Regions from separate parts of the Mus musculus genome. Here region 1 is linked to region 2. Evidence: chromatin contacts called from public Hi-C data. All regions are on one chromosome and are shown on one strand. The core of a region is the stretch at or near the end of the contact, and the rest is flanking DNA. Distances in the headings are between cores, read along the strand shown.

Evidence for each region. A called contact is a pair of places that touch in the nucleus more often than the background predicts.
Region 1: a contact with region 2 is called in a Hi-C map of centroblasts, with 1.8 times the contacts expected there. The contact joins the promoter of Alcam here to the enhancer-like site in region 2. A contact is called at or near these places in 1 of 39 promoter capture datasets (pre-B cells), 1 of 15 datasets of contacts at CTCF or cohesin (CD8 T cells), 14 of 484 Hi-C or Micro-C datasets (B cells, CD8 T cells, bone marrow-derived dendritic cells and 8 more), 7 of 115 datasets of contacts at active chromatin or transcription factors (CD8 T cells, bone marrow-derived dendritic cells, bone marrow-derived macrophages and 4 more) and 3 of 9 other capture datasets (adipose tissue, liver and pancreatic islet).

Annotation. Positions count from the first base shown.
Region 1 is chr16:52,451,680-52,454,379 of GRCm38.p6, reverse strand. It overlaps Alcam (activated leukocyte cell adhesion molecule), which reads left to right and starts at 1,299. Exons shown (of 16, transcript NM_009655.3): 1 at 1,299-1,987. The coding sequence starts at 1,915.
Region 2 is chr16:52,417,393-52,420,092 of GRCm38.p6, reverse strand. The region is part of intron 1 of Alcam (activated leukocyte cell adhesion molecule); the gene reads left to right. Among named protein-coding and RNA genes, the nearest start is that of Alcam, 34 kb to the left of the region's middle. Within about 2 kb of position 1,397, at least 90 of the 459 cell types and tissues checked have an H3K27ac peak or open chromatin away from gene starts, as enhancers often do. A contact at or near this core is called in B cells, CD8 T cells, adipose tissue and 9 more, where this site is marked.

The DNA of each region.
Region 1 (2,700 bases), core at 50-2,549, 34 kb before region 2:
TGTCTGTACGAAGCTTCTGCCTGCACACTTAGACACCCCCCATATCCACTTGCAAGTAGCTGGTGGTTCCCAATCTTTTGAAGACAAAGTCCCGTGAGGCTAGTTAGCATTCCCTGCTGGAGACTGGCTTCACACAGGGGGTGACCCTGTGATGCACCAAAGACTATTTCATGCCCTTGCGAGGTGGTTCAGGGACCAGGATTTTATTATGCTGAGGGCATTAAGAGTTGTGATCCTGCAATCTTGAGTTAGAGCCACTTACGGTCCCAACAGCTCCACCCTGGTGTTTTAGAGGAAAATATTCCTTTATGCTTTCTGCATGAACTGAAAGCGACACGGCTTCCCGATGCTACGCCTAGGAGGTGGTTCAAGCTTTTGAAATTGCCTGAGAAGCCCCGTCCATCTGCTGGATGCCTGGCTTTCTGGAAAGGACCAGGAGGCGTAGGTTTTTAATCTGAGTAACTCTGGATTTTGTTTTGTAACTTCAAATCGTCACCTAATTAAAAGTAAACGTGACTTTTTTTTTCTTTAAAGAACGTTTTGAAAATCAGTGTGGCGACGTGTGTTATGGTCTAGAGTCCTAATTCTCACCGGGAAGGAGATGGGGGCGAAGGGGGAGCACAAAAATCTCTTCTGCTTTTCGGTACTGGATAGTTGATTAAATGATTTGCTTTGATAAAGTGTACGCCAGCCAGGACTAGGGGAACAGAAGAACGGCGAATTCGAGAAGGAGTAACCTTCTCTTCAAAGTGGGGGAAATTACTCTCAACCACCAGTAGCTGTTTCCGTGAGCCTCCGGGTGGAGAATCTCCATCTTTTCCACCTCCTCAGTCCTAGTCCAAGAGGACCCAAGGTGAGCTCTTCGCCCCAACAACTCTACAGAAGGTGAAGGCGGTACCCTCGTCGAGAAGAAAAATCCCTAAGGAGTGAGCCAGTGGACTGGGCTTCGGAGTGCAAGAAGACAGCTATGTGGCCAGGCTGGGAGGACAGCAAAAGATCTCAGATCCTATGTCTTTGGGGCGCTGAGAATCCCCTGGTAAGAGCCAGACACTGGCGAATCCAGCCCGTCACGCCCCCTACTCTCGATCCCGCTCTTCATTGGCCAGCGTGTCCTGTGGGAGGCGGAGTCGATGTCAGCCCCGCCCACCAGAGCGCGGGGGCTGGGGCATCAGGCTCTTCTCCCACCAGGGGCCGCCAGCTCTGCTCAGTCTCCGACTTGGTCCTGCAGCGCCTCTAGGCTGCGGATCGGCGCTCCAACCACCTGCTCCGCGCTGCCGCCGAGGAAGCTGGGCGGGAGAGAGGAGCGGGAGGAGCAGGAGGAGCGGGAGGAGCGGGAGGAGGAGACAGGCAGCTTACACACGCCTTCCCGTCCTCCACTCAGAGCAGCCGGAGCCCGCGGCCGCCGCCACTGCTCCAGCTGCCGCCGCTACAGCCTCTGCCTCGGCTGCCACCTGAGGAGACCCACCGTCGGGACCCCGCGGCGCTGCCCCGCCGACCCTTCTCTGCTCCCGGTGATCCGTGCACGGTGCAACTCTCATCACTCTTCTTATCCTCTCCTTTGCAAGAAGAGAAACTACTAGAAGACAGCATCCAAAAAGAAACCGCGTCTACCTTGACTGACTACTGAAGCGTCTCCTGGAATAAGAGGGTCGCCCGTCCTGGGAGTAGCTGCCAGAGACACTGAGGAAGGGTGTGGAGGGGGGGAGGGAGGAGTTGCGGGTTCCGCGTGGAGGAAAGTTGCGTGTGGCACAGACCCGACGGCGCAGCGCCACAGTCCCCGGGGGACCGTGTGTCTTGGAAAAAAGTCGCTGTCCCCCTAAGGCGAGACCCACAAGCGAGCGGGCCCCGTGGGCCCGGGGACGACGCCCCCTCCTGCGGCGTGGACTTTGTCGGTGGCCTTCTAGGAGGAGGAATATGGCATCTAAGGTGTCCCCTTCTTGCCGTCTGGTTTTCTGCCTCTTGATCTCCGCCGCGGTCCTCAGACCAGGTAAGCTTTTGGCCTCTGAACAGCCCCACTGTAGTGGTTGTTGCGGACCGGGGGCGGTTCCCCGGGAGGCCTGGGGCTGTGCGCTCTAGCGTGTGCTTAGCAAAGTATGGGAGCCATAAAGGCGCGCGGGGGACACAGATCTGTCCCTGGGAACAGTCACCTGTGTCACACGTTTTAGGCTTGACTGGTCTGCTCAGGTTTGGGCAGCGAGATTGAAAACTAAGCACATCTCCAGGAACTTTGGGTGAGGCTTAGCTTGAGGGTGCAGGACCCCCCCCCCCCCGGCAAGATCTGCTGAACTCTCTCCCCCGCACCGTCCCTCCAGTCTCTTGGTATCAAAGTACAATTCACTGCACTCAGAGCAGTTTCCTTTCGCTGGGCTTTGAGGTGAAATAACTGCTGGCACTTTGTCACGATAAATCCCCTAAGTAACTTCCTCTTGGTCATAATGTGAAGACCTGGGAGGAATGGCAGGGGATAAGGAGGGTTTTGACTATCTTTTTTTTTTTAATAATAATAATACTGAAATAGAAGCTGCATTGTCTAGTGGGTAGCTAGTGTAGGGTTGATGGCAGCCGAGTCACGCAGCGTGGACTGGGTTAGCAGTCAGGTTTGCGAGCCTTAAAGCGAGGGATTTCTTGGTTTCCACACCCAGTGGTAGCGCCTCAGTTCTCACTTCTACAGAGAGTCCTCAAAGAAAAACGACAAAATTC
Region 2 (2,700 bases), core at 148-2,647:
CCAAGAGCTGAGAAAAGTATAGACCAGTAGTGTACCTGGCCTTAGACCATCCTCTTAAATTATTTTCCTCTTGCTTCCGTCCATTATGTCCTATCTACACTCATTCAAGAAATTCTGTTTATTTATTTTTTTCTTGCTAACACTTGCATCTCAATATATTTGCTTTTTTTTTTTAATTTGTGTTGCTATCACTCCCTGACCACCCACCATCATTTCTTGAGTTTACTTTTCTGCTCTTCTCTCCATATTTCTCTTCCATCATTTGTAGTTGATAAATATTTCTGGAATTTTAGAAAATTCAAGTCTAATGATATTACTTCTTGCTTAAAATGATTCAGCTGCCTCTTACCTCTACTCTAAAGTATAGAATTATTAACACCAACCATATTAGAACTCCTGGCACTTCTTTCTGCTGAATTTCTTCTTGTTCATCTGTTCTGTGCCATCTCTGTCCTCAAGGCTCAGCTTTTCCCCCACTGTCACCCAGCCTACTCTCTGAATGCCTCTGCCCACCTCACTTCAGCCTGGAAGACATCTTTGAGCTCCTAGCTGCTCTTCACGAGGTCCAAAAACCTTCTCTGAATGTTTTTCTGACACTCCTATGCTCCTCATCCAATCCTATGATCCCACCCTTAAACCCTGTGGCACTCTATAGTCTAACCACCACCCTACACACACCGTGTTGTATTTTCTACCTCAATGGAGGATTCTTTGAAAACTAACTCTTAAGATCTCTGAAGACAGAGACAACTTTATTTTTTTTGCCAGTTTGGACCAAATATAAAGTATGGCTAAAAATGAGTATAAAATAATTATACTCAAAACAGTGTAATTGTTGAATGAACAGAGTGGACTTTAATGAGAAATACTGAATTCTCCCTTCAGACGCCATTTCTTTTTCCAGCCTGACCTCTTCATCACTCTGCTACCTTGAGCTGACCAGTCTCTTTGTTTTTCCTAGGTCAGGAAATAGTGAGATAATTATAGTCCGTTCCACTTTGTTGTGAGAGTTAAATGGGTAAACATGCAAAGCAGTGAACTTTTTCAGAATGTGTTCTCTATAAATGTCACTTCCTCTATTTCCCATCTATATGCAGTTATTCTGTTGAGAAACCTCCATTCTGCCTGGGTGAAAACTTCATGCTACCTCACTGCATATTCTCCTTGGACATACAGATTGTCATTTCTCCCCCCTTTTAATCAGTATTCTATGAAAGACTATTGATGAGTCATTTTAATATTGGCGAGATTGTTATCATGCTTTTCTTCACGGATTTGTTGCTGCTGCTGATATTTGAAATGGTTTAGGGAAATAGTTGACCTACTGGTACCAAGAGACTGCCATTTTCCTGCTTGTGAGGCCAGAGCTGTGTACTGTGTTTGTGCTGACTCATCCTGACATCCTATTACTGTGTGGCTGTGTACATTCTTCCACACACAGTTCAGTGAATTCATCACACGTGACTGCCGATGTAAATCCTGTTTTTAAAGTGTCTCTAACTTGTCTTCTAAAAGGGAAGCACTAGAATAATGAGGTTAAAGGTGTGACTCTTGCTTTTAATACTAAAATACAACCATTACCGGGTATCTATTTTTACATGAGATTTCATTTTCGTGCATGGGGTGTTTTGTGTATTAGCTACCAGCAGTGGAAGAATTTACATGTCCAGAAAGCCTTTGAAGTTAATTCTCTGTTTAGAAACAGCTGAGAGGTTGCCTATGGTACAATGCACTTCTTGAATCTGCAGTCAGGCAAATGTGCTTCTTTCGGTCAGCCTGCACTCGATTCTATAGATGAAAACAAAACAAAAACAACATCATCAACAACAAAAACTAGTTAAAGACAGATCACACTCATTCCATGAAGCCAAGTGTCCTGAGGCAGCATGCCATGGTGGTGAGGAACTGAATTGTGTTTCGCAAGTCTGTGGTTCTATTTGGTTTGCTTTCCTAAGTGAATTCAGTGCCTCGCAGCTCATCCTCTTCACAATGTGACAGGGAGCTGACATTAGGAGGCTAACATCAGAATACAAATGAGGCGCTGAAAGTTGTGATTTTAACAAATAAACTCATGACAAAACCCAATAATATTCCCTATTCCAACTAAAGTAATGTCTGCTTTCTTAGTTACCGAGGTGTTCATACTAGGAAGCAAGAGCTGCTTGCCACAAATGGCACTTTCCCTGGTTCTGTGTTTTGAACAGCAAAGGATAGACTGTTTTTGTTTTTCCTTTCTCATTTACCATTTATCTATCTATTCGGAATATTCTTCTTACTAATAAATATCTCCTTTATTGATTTCTCTACCTTGGTTTCCTTGGAAAATTGATACTTCCTACCTTTTATTCAGATCAAATTCCAGAGCATGCAGTGGGTCTCTGAGTTTTGTAATTATTAGAGAGATTATTATAATGTATTTTATATACGAAACAAATACTTCCTCATTTTTCTCTGAAAGGGGGCACAATGTGACCTTACAGTTTAAAGTTGGTGTTCCTTATTGAACTCCTGGAAACCACAGCGATATCAGAGCCACTGAGTTAAAAAACAACAACAGCCACAACAACAACAAACCACCCACAACATGTGTAAACTTCCCAGCCATGACTTCTGAGTCTCATTCAAGTTGATGCTGTGTATTTTCATGGAGGTACTTGAGTAATTTGATTACTAAGACGAGACTCGATGAGGGATAGCCAA